Regions from separate parts of the Mus musculus genome. Here region 1 is linked to region 2. Evidence: chromatin contacts called from public HiChIP or PLAC-seq data. All regions are on one chromosome and are shown on one strand. Each heading gives the region's core, a stretch centred on a gene start, on an enhancer-like site or on the middle of the called end of the contact. The rest is flanking DNA. Distances are from core to core; before and after follow the strand shown. Region 1 overlaps Bmpr1a (bone morphogenetic protein receptor, type 1A). Region 2 overlaps Ldb3 (LIM domain binding 3).

What was found. HiChIP or PLAC-seq counts read pairs in DNA pulled down with a chosen protein or histone mark.
Region 1: an H3K4me3 HiChIP or PLAC-seq map of stem cell-derived neural progenitor cells shows a contact between it and region 2, with 2.3 times the contacts expected there. The contact joins two enhancer-like sites. A contact is called at or near these places in 9 of 484 Hi-C or Micro-C datasets (CD8 T cells, the G1E-ER4 cell line, LSK cells and 6 more), 22 of 115 datasets of contacts at active chromatin or transcription factors (cardiomyocytes, craniofacial prominence, embryonic fibroblasts and 12 more) and 2 of 9 other capture datasets (adipose tissue and liver).

Annotation. Positions count from the first base shown.
Region 1 is chr14:34,481,616-34,486,810 of GRCm38.p6, reverse strand. The region is part of intron 1 of Bmpr1a (bone morphogenetic protein receptor, type 1A); the gene reads left to right. Among named protein-coding and RNA genes, the nearest start is that of Bmpr1a, 18 kb to the left of the region's middle. Within about 2 kb of position 3,115, at least 28 of the 459 cell types and tissues checked have an H3K27ac peak or open chromatin away from gene starts, as enhancers often do. A contact at or near this core is called in adipose tissue, forebrain and stem cell-derived neural progenitor cells, where this site is marked.
Region 2 is chr14:34,547,584-34,552,680 of GRCm38.p6, reverse strand. Ldb3 (LIM domain binding 3) reads left to right here. Exons shown (of 15, transcript NM_001039074.2): 10 at 359-504. Among named protein-coding and RNA genes, the nearest start is that of 9230112D13Rik, 27 kb to the right of the region's middle. Within about 2 kb of position 3,125, at least 292 of the 459 cell types and tissues checked have an H3K27ac peak or open chromatin away from gene starts, as enhancers often do. A contact at or near this core is called in adipose tissue, forebrain and stem cell-derived neural progenitor cells, where this site is marked.

The sequences.
Region 1 (5,195 bases), core at 1,866-4,365, 66 kb after region 2:
CCATGTGCTGAGATGAAAGGGGTGCAGCCAGCAACTTCTTTAAGGAAATAAAGGAAAAACCTTAAACATAGAATTACCCTGCAACCTAGCAGTTTCATATTTTTGGTATGCACCCAAGAGAATGCAAATCACACTTTAACACAGAAGCCTACATGTGAGCATAAGGTTTGTGTTTGAGGCCTGGACTACATTGTAAGACCTGTCATGAAACAAAACAGAAATTGTTCAGGGAAAGTTCACAACTTCATTCATAACTACCAAGTGTTAGAAACAGCCTCGATATTCATTACCTAAAGAATAAATTTGATCTTTCTCTGGGCAGTAAAACAGCACCTATGAAAAATGAAATACCAACTTTATGCTACAATGAGGACTAACTTGAAAACATCCTGCAGGGGGTAGTAATGTAGTAGCTCAGTTGGCAGAGCGCTTGCTCAGCGCGCATGATCCTCTCTGCATTCCACTCTAGCCTCTCTCAAACCAACCTGGAAATGCATGGCTTCCCAGTCCTCGGGATGTGGAGGCTCAGAAGTTAAAGTCTTTATCGGTTTCAAAGCAAGTTCAGAGCCAGCCTAGACTAGCTAATCCTCATCCGAAAGAAAAACAGTGAGTACGTCCTTCACAAAAGACCACATGTTTATTTGAGTTCATTTAAAGAAATTGGAAGAAAAAAACATAGCCTTTCTGGGGTGCCAGTGGTGGGGAATCTGAGTAGGACTATGATTTTGTTTTCATGGGGTGAGAATGTTCTGGAATTAGTAGTGGTCTTTTTGTTGTATCTACTTAGAGTTATCAAAGGGGGGATTTTATAGTATCTGAATTTTGTTTCCAAAAATGAAACAAAATCTTAATCTTCAAAATGGTTAGAGAGATGGCTTAGCAGTTAAGCTTTTTTTTCTTTTAATTTTAACAAAAATGAAGAAATGTTCAAGTCATTTATTCAGCAATATATTGTTAGCTGCTAAAAATTAAAAATATTTTGGTGCTGAGGTATAGTTCAGTGGCGAATGGAAGGGTTTGATCCTTGGCAACAACAAATATTTAATGGTGAATTATGATAACATCTTCAGTGCATAACTTAGAAGAGATTTTGAAAGGGGTTTTTTTTTTTTTCTTTTTTCTTTTTTTTTTTTCCTTTTTGGTTTTTCAAGACAGGGTTTCTCTGAGTAGTAGCCTTGGCTGTCCTGGGTCTCATTTTATAAACTAAGAGAACAATCCAGGGAAGACCTGTGGCCTCACGCTCATGGCCATACAGGTAAGTGCGTGTGCACCTGCATTTGCTCATGCATACGCTCAAACCAGCAGACACCACCACGAGCACCTACGTCAGAGCTTAGATAGGGTTTGCAGTTGAATCCACAAATGAAAAAGTTGAGGCCAGTGATGGTCAGATATTTGGAGTTCTATTTAAGGTCATGTAACCTTAACCTCAGGTTTTCCATCTGTAAAAACAGTGGTAGAGCTCACTGAGCTCTCGGGAGAATTCAGCTCAGGTAAGAGAAATGTCTAGTCCAGAACCTGCCATCTGTGCTAGTCAGTGCTTATCAAGTGACTTCTGTCTGCTGCTGTGTCCGTGAGCTAGGACTTACTCCTGTCTGAAGGAATTAGTAGCATAACTACGGCAGCAGAGTAAAGTAACCAATGTCTAAGACTAGCCCCACTTTCCTTTCTTTTCTTCTTTCCCCCCTTCCTCTTCATATTCCCCTCCCTTCTCTTCCTTCCTTTCTTTTTCGTTTTGTTTTGTTTGAGATAGGGTTTCTTTGTGTAGCCCTGGCTGTACTGGAACTCAATTTGTCAACCAGGCTGGCTTCCAACTCAGAGGCAGGCCTCAAACCTATCTGCCTTCCCCTACTTCCCAAGTGCTGGGATTAAAGGTGTGAACCACCACGCCTAACCCCTCTTCTCTTTTTAGTGCTGGGGATTGAATTCACAATATTTGGATTTGAATCCTATCTTTGTTACTTTTTAGCTGTGTGACTTTGCAAAATTACGTAAATGCTGTTTTATGCTGTTTCCCCATGTGTTAATGTAATAATAGCAGTGTGGAAGCTAAGGACTAACTTACTCAGTTTGTTTTATCTATCACTCTTCCTTGGCCAATATTCTTTGAACTACATTCAGTGTTGAACGTTCTGCTCATTAATTCCATTCCCTCACTGTTATGCAAATGTTCACTATCTTTGTTTTTTGAGTTCATTCTTCTTTTTTTTTAAACATGTTTAAAAAAAATATTTATTTATTATTTATATGTAAGTACACTGTAGGTGACTTCAGACACACCAGTAGAGGGCGTCAGATGTCATTACGGATAGTTGTAAACCACCATGTGGTTGCTGGGATTTGAACTCAGGACCTTTGGAAGAACAGTCAGTGCTCTTAACCACTGAGCCATCTCTCCAGCCCCAAGTTCATTCTTCTTGATTGTCAATTCACATCTTTTTTTTTTTTTTCCCAGCCATGCTATGTGTTTTTAGGCACTTAAAAAGGTTTTTTACAAAAGAAATATCAACTCCCAGTTTGGGCCCATAGGATACCTAAGCAGAGGGTAAAGCCCCTAGGCTTTTTATCCCCTCTGCCCTCATGTTGAGTCTGCTTTACTTCAAGTCAGCCTCCGGCCTGACTGCGCAGGCATAATACTCACTAAGGATGTAGTGTCAACTCTCCTATCTCATCCTACTTTATGGAAATAAGCATAGCTAGCTATGTCATTGTCCTAAGGCTGCAGTCGCCTAGGATGCCAGTTTTTGCACTCCTTGTAGGACATTTATTCATGATGGGGGGGCTTGTGTTGGATCATCTCCTAAGAAGCAGTTTGTCCTCTTACACAATAATAATGGACTACTTTGCAGTGCCAGAGCTGAAGCAGTAGTCACTGGGACTGACTGCTAATTTGTGCCCCTCTGCTCCTTGCTCCAGTGCCTCTCCACTTTAAACCTAAGGCTCATATCCGTTCCCCAAGGAATAATCGGGATCATTGAAACGGTTTGCTTCCCTTCCCAACACATTGACTAGATGTCTGCTTTTCATCATTGCTTGCCTCTTTAATTAGTATGTTGAGTGACTGACTGAACCTCTTGTGGCTGCTTGAGCCAGTTACATTCCTTGATATATTCATATCCCCCACACCCCCCCAACACACACACACAGACAGAGAGACAGACAGGCAGAGAGTGTGAGCTCACAGTGTGGAAAGACAAAGGAATTCTGTGCTTTGCAATTTCAGGGTGTGTATTTGGTAGGAATAGGATAGCAAAGTTTCAAAAGCAGATCATTGGCCCAGAATATCACTAAGCAACAGAATGACATTCTGTTAGATGTTGAATCAACTCTTGGCCTGTGCCATGTTTGTGAACTGTATTTTTATTTTTATTTTATTTGGAGAGAGGCAACACTTCTGACTTTCTGAATAATATATTTTCTCAACTGACAGATTTTTAAAAAATATATTGCAAGACAATAGTTTAAAATACAGAACAGCCAATTAGTAGTCTGATTGGTTTGTTAGTTTTCTATGTGCATTCTGGTTTAGAGTACAAACATACTCTGACAGTTCCATAGGGGAGTCCAACATGCGCCTCATCAGTCTAGATGAAGATGTCTTCAGAGGCTGTATTATTTATTCCTTTTTGGAAGCGCTAAGAGACTGAAGTAGTTCTATACCTTTTCCAGACTTTAGAGACTGCCGCATTGCTTGCCCTGTGACCTGCTGCTTGCTTATCTTCATAGTCAGCAAGCTCAACTCTCAGACCTTTTCTTCCCATTCTGTTCCCAGAGACAGAAAGGGTATTCCTACTTTTGGGAACACAAGCTATTAGATGGGTAATCTCCCCATCTCGAATTTTGTGGTCACATTTGCTGTCTGTTTTGCCATTTTAAGTAACATGTTCACAGGTTCCAAGGATTAGAATGGCCTGTCTTTTCTTTCTTTCTTTTTTTTTTAATTTTTTTTGTTTTTCTTTTTTTATTTATTTTTATTATATATAAGTACACTGTAGCTATCTTCAGACACTCCAGAAGAGGGAGTCAGATCTCATTATGGATGGTTGTGAGCCACCATGTGGTTGCTGGGATTTGAACTTCAGACCTTCAGAAGAGCAGTCGGATGCTCTTACCCACTGAGCCATCTCACCAGCCCTGGCCTGTCTTTTCAAGGGTCATCATTAGCTACCACAATCTGGGTTGACTCGTGGCCTGATGTATGCCAGCTAACAATTGCTCTTGTTATTGGACTGGAAGCAGTTAAGCCACCGACCTCATTTCTTTGCTAAGAGAAGGTGATACTGCTTTCCAGCATGTATTGGAATAACATTTAAGACTTGGTCTAGAAACTAAAGTTCAGAGATACTCTACCACATTCTTGTGTTTGTCTTAAATACAAGTATGTGACTTGACTAGCTCACAGAGCTGCATGAAGAAGTACTTTGATGTTTGTTAGAAAACTTTATAATTTTTTTTGTCAGTTTTCAGAAAATTCTTTACATCTTTGGCTAGCAGGGTTTTCCTTAACCTTTAATACATTTTCAGATAAACTTATTTCCTTTATTATGAGAAGTGGAAAATGATGAAAAGAAAACTAAAAATACTTAAACTTGCATGATGCTTTGAGTAACTAGTCTGAAAATCCAGATGTATCTGTTTAAAAATCTTAATTATTTTCTTTTCTGACAACTTCTTAGGAGCTAATTACTGTTGTCATTGTAGAAGCAAGATCAATACTAAGGCCATTGGATAAGTAAGACTAATTGTTCTTAAAACACTAGTTGGAATTTTAATCTTACATAATGGAATCACAGTAAAATCTTAGTTTGTAATTGGCTGCCTAGGTATCCAATGTTTGGCTCTCAAATATTATTACATATTAAACAAAAGCCACTCTTTAAAAAGCGATTGGGTTTTCCCTCCTTAGCTGGTAACAATAAGTAAGTCCCTTTCCTCATTAATGGCACGAAGATGCGGATTGTTATTCTTATTTTTTTGAGAGGTTAAATTACTGGTGGGTGTTGCTGTGATGGAAAATAGAAGGAAGATCGATTAAGTTCGACATTGTTTGTTCACTGCTAGTGTGGAGCCAGCCTAGAGTGTGCACACGCTTCAGTGTCCACCCTGCCAGCCCCTACAGACCACCCTAACTCAGTATTTTCCAATGTGCTACTTACTTTTCCGCCTAAAGGCCTTTTATATAATTTAGCAGGTAA
Region 2 (5,097 bases), core at 1,876-4,375:
TAAAGGAATAAGGAGAGCAGGTAGCCAGAGGGATCCGAAAAAGGGAAGTAGCTGTGACCATCTCTAGCTCCCTCTGCCTCGATCCACAGTCCTACTGCTACATTCTGTCTGTGGATGAAGGGCTCTCCATGTGTTCTTTTGTCTGGCTAGTATCTGCCCTCTTTCTTTCCCAAGGTAGCAGCACTAGCCACAGGGAGTAGCTTCCTCCCCTATTTGGCTTCTTTCTAGACTCTGGAAGTGACCCAATGGGTGTTTCTGTCATAGTCCTGCCTAGAGATCAGACAGCGAACCTGGAATGACTTTAGATACCAGAGCCCAATGGACTGTTCTTGTTGTAACTCTTCTGCCTTGGTTCCAGGCCACAGGCCTCTGCTTACAGTCCTGCAGCCGCCGCTTCTCCAGCACCCTCTGCCCATACCAGCTACAGCGAGGGTCCAGCTGCCCCTGCACCCAAGCCTCGGGTCGTAACCACTGCCAGCATCCGGCCTTCTGTCTACCAGCCAGGTGAGAGCTGGGGGCGGGGGGCTGAGGGCTCAAAGGGTTATCTGCTTCAGACCAAGCCTCCAGAGTGAAGGGGGCCTATCCTTCCCTCTCCTGGTTGTAGGGCAGAATCCGACTGAGCCTTGGAGCCTGTATTTGACCTGGGATGACACGTGGGTTGTACCAGGCAGGGATGGAACTACTTAGCTCTTAGGAAACAGATAGTCCTAGCTGGACGTTTCCAGACCGAGTTGAGAGAAAAGACGATGGGGGTTGCGGGGACAGAAAGAGTAAAAAGCTGTTTCTCTAAGAATCTGGGATGGCCTCAAACTAGAGGACAAGAAACTATAACAACAAAAAAAAATGCCCCAGGCTTTAGGCCAGCTTACTGTGTCACTTTGTCCTTTTGGGAAAGCTGCTCAACCAGTCTAGTATATGGCCTGCTCAGGTGACAGGGGATAACTGGGGCGCATGGACACACATAGCAGTAGAGTGGACCCAAGGCAGAGCTCACTGGTTGTGGTTGTGTCTCTATGGCCCCTGCCCCATCGGTGCTGAGTTTCATCCTGGGATGGGAGGTAGCTTTTTGTTTCCTAAGTTTCTAGGCAAGGTTGGATTTCTTCCTCAGAGCCCAAGGTAGTTCTTGGGCTTCCTGCCAGCCATTGTGCCAAGAATCTCAGGGCTCTCTAGCAGGTCTTTTCCCAGTTAGAGGAAGGTCCTATGTACTACGGCTATGCCCATAGGAAGGCCCTTGACAGCCAAGCCCCGAGTCTACTCACAGTCTTTCTTCCTGTTGCGTTCTGACCCTGAACTTTAGGAGGGCAGGGCTGTGGCAGACTTTCTCCTTTGTATGTGCCTGACTTGAACTTGCCATGAGGATACATTCAACCAATAAAGAAATGGGATAGATAGATGGAGGTGTTAACCTGGTGGTAGAGTGTATGCCTAGTATGGGTGAGGCCTCTGGGCTCAATCCCTAGCATCACACACACACACACACACACACACACCCGAGGCAGGAGGGTAATCATAGAGTAACAGGAAGAGGTCATGAGCTTACACTCTATACTCCGGCAGCTGTGCACACACAGGGAGTGAGCCTTAAGTATTCCTTTAATTATCCCTTGATAGCCATTCCATAGGTTGATAAAATAGGATTTTAGGTATGTATATACTTTCCAAGTAAACATTATACTTCTGGGGCTGGAGAGATGGCTCAGTGGGTAAGAGCACTGACTGCTCTTCCAGAGGTCCTTAGTTCAATTGCCAGTAACCACATGGTGGCTCACAACCATCTGTAATGGGATCTGATGCCCTCTTCTGGTGTGTCTGAGGACAGCAACAGTGTATTCATATGCATAAAATAAATAAATCTTTAAAAAAATACACGTCCAGCATGCATATATATGTATATATATATATATATATATATATATATATATTCATCTTGAATTTATAAAAAGCAATGATGATTTTTCATTTACTATTACAATACAAATGTTTTTCTTCACTCAAAACTACTATGGACTATATGGTCTCTCTATATAGTTTGTTTTGCTTTTGAGATGAGATCTCTATGTGGTCCTGACTGTCCGGGAACGCCATATGTAGATCAGGCTCTGTCTCCCCAATGCTGGGATTAAAGGCATGTGCCACTATGCTCTGCTTTACACATAAAATCTTAATAGACTTTGTGTGTGTGTGTTTGTTGGCAGGGTAGCTCAGGTAGACCAGGCTGATTGTTGATCCTCCTTCCTGGACCTCCCAAGTCCTGGGATTATACGCATGTGCCACCACACCCAGTTTTTAATAGACTTTTTAAAGATCAGTTTTCAGTTCATAGCAAAATCGAATGAAAGGTGTCATTTCCCAAATACCCTATGACCTCACCCCATGAACACACACACACACACACACACTTTTCCAATGCACAAACCATTTGTGGTAAAACGAGGAAGGGAATAAGTTACAGGCCTGCTTAGGGAAAAGAGACGGGTTATTTTAAGGGAGAAGGAAGGGGGCTTGTGTCCTACAAGTGTGAACTGGCCAAGTAGACTTGGGATAAAGAATAACACAAAGTCTAGGCTCCAGAACACATCCTGATAAGGCATTGATGAGACCCAAGGAAGCTTTTCTCTTGAGGCTTTCCTGACTAGAGCGACAGAATCAGTCCCCTGCTTTATGAAGCTCACCGACAACAGAACTGAGTATGGACAGGAAACATTTTAGCATGGGTGGGACACCCAGCCTGCTGTAAGGAATAAGCAAACTACCTCATCTCTCAGACCTGAATTTTCTCATTTGAGTAAGATAGGATTTCTATAACCTCTTGTTATATCTGCAGAGATAAAATAATATCTGTAGTCTGATGCCATCTCTTGCACTTCTGGGCCGAGGAAAGGAAATTCTGAAGTCAGAGCTCCACAGGCTGAGGTGGCATTTTGGAAGGGGAGCGGTACAAATCTCCTACGTAGGAGACAGAATGATCACTCAGTGCGGCCAGGAAACACAGGAAGGCGTTTGCAGAAGCCGGTAGGAGTAGTGTCAGGTGCAGACCTTTCCCAGCAGCACCGCAGGCCCTCCCGGCACCTTTCTTGTCCTGTCCCCGCATGCCCACCAGGGGGCGGCCGGGCCCTCCAGCCGCTTCTCCCGCAGCGGCCTGGGCGGCGGAGACCGGCAGGAGCCAAGGCCTTTCCACGGTTCCCAGACTGTGCAGACGTTAACTCATCCCTGCCTGGAGCAGAGGAGAGGCCTGCCTCCACCCTTCCTTCTCTCCAGGGAGGCTGGGTTGGCAACGGGCTCCGGGGGCGGCTGGTAGGCTGCCAGGCCAGCCGGGGATACGGGCCCGCACCCCGCTCCTCTGCTGGGCTGCGGGGACTTGGGCGCCGCCGAGCACGAGCAGCCCGCTCGCGGCCAGTCCCCGGCCGCAGCTTCCGGGGGGTGGGGGACGGAGGCAGGGCGGGGTTCGAGCCGGCATCTTATCTCTGGCGCCTGGGCTGGGCATCCGTTTCCCCAGAACACCTGGGGCCAGTGGGCGGAGGACACCTTGGTCCCCGGGATGGCCACGTCGGCCTGCGGGCCGGGCGGCGACCCGGGCGCTTGCCGGCGACTTAGCCCGGGCTAAGTGACTCAGATCACCTTGTTGTTTAATTACACAGTCCCGGGGCCGCCAAGTGCGATAGGAGCCCTTTGAACGTGCCAATTAGAGATGAAATATCACCTTCTAATTCGAACCGGCTTAATTCCGTCACGTAGAAATAGCAACAGCCCGGGGCTCGGAGATGGGATATCAGGTTTCTTACGGCATTTGGAGCGTAGAGGGGCGAAGCAGGCAGGAGCTGAGAGGAGAGGGGACCGTGCTCCCCGCATGTCCTCTCCCTTCTCCTTCCCCCTCCCCAGGGATCTGCCCGGGCGAACCGCCCGGAAGAGAAAGTCCTCCTCCTGTTTGTAGCCCCAGCGGGTAGGAGGTAGGAACCTGGTCCAGGATTCCAGCCTTCCTCTCTGGGGCCTTGAGTAGGGGTTTGGAAAACGAAGGCGGTTCAGGAAAGCCTCGGATAGGAGGAAGAGAATGTCTGCCCTACCGAAGGAGCGGTTGGAGAGGGAGGCAAGGTGGGCGAGGGCGGGGTTTACTTGGAAGGAGCATGCTGGAGCCTGGTTCTGCATTCGGAGTGGTTTAGAGGAGCTGATTAGGGTGCGTTTCAGATAGGAAGCTTGCAAGCTGGCTGACCTCGAGTAGCCACTTAAGCTCTCCAGGTTGTCTGTAAAGTTGACTCGCAAGTACTCTGCCTCTTGCTATTACACAAACTCCTGTGCAACACTGTGAAAGCCAGTAGCTCTTGGCAGCCACTGTTGCAAAGAACCATCCGAGAGGCAGACACTTTTAGGAAAAAAAAAAGGCAGGTAAAATTGATTTAAATACATTTTTATTTAGCTCAGCATATGAAAATTTCTGAGTTTTTTGTGTTCTTTATTCAGGGTTTCTCAACTTGCTCTGTAGATCAGGTCTCTAGAGCTGGGATTAAAGGTGTGCACCACTGCACCTGACCTTTTAAAAAATATTTTATTTTATTGTGTGTACATTGGTGTTTTGCCTTTACGTGAGGGCGTCAGATCCCCTGGAATTGGAGTTACAGACAGTTGTAAGCTGCCACGAGGGGGTTGGGAATTGAACCTGGATCCCAGCTTGTGCTCTTAGCCACTGAGCCATCTCTCCAAAGCCATCTTTTCAGCCTCAAATGCGTGTGTGTGTGTGTGTGTGTGTGTGTGTGTGTGTGTGTGTGTGTGTACACTAGAACGCAGGTGCCTACATAGGCCAGAAGAAGGTGTGGAATCCATTGAAGCTTAAGTTTAAGGCAGTTATAAGCCATGAGACATGAGTGTTGGCAATCCAATTCCAGTCTTTTACTAGTACATGCTCTTAACCACTGGGACGTTTTTCCAGACACAGCTCAGTATATTAAAAATGGTTCAGAGCTGGACTCTATTCAGATGCATGCTAGCTATTTCAGAAGCTGAGAAATAAGGTCACTTGAGGCTAGCTGGGTAACACGTAGAGACCCGGCTCAACACACAAACAAGGGGCTGAAGAGGCAGACCCGTGGTTAAGAGCACTAGCTA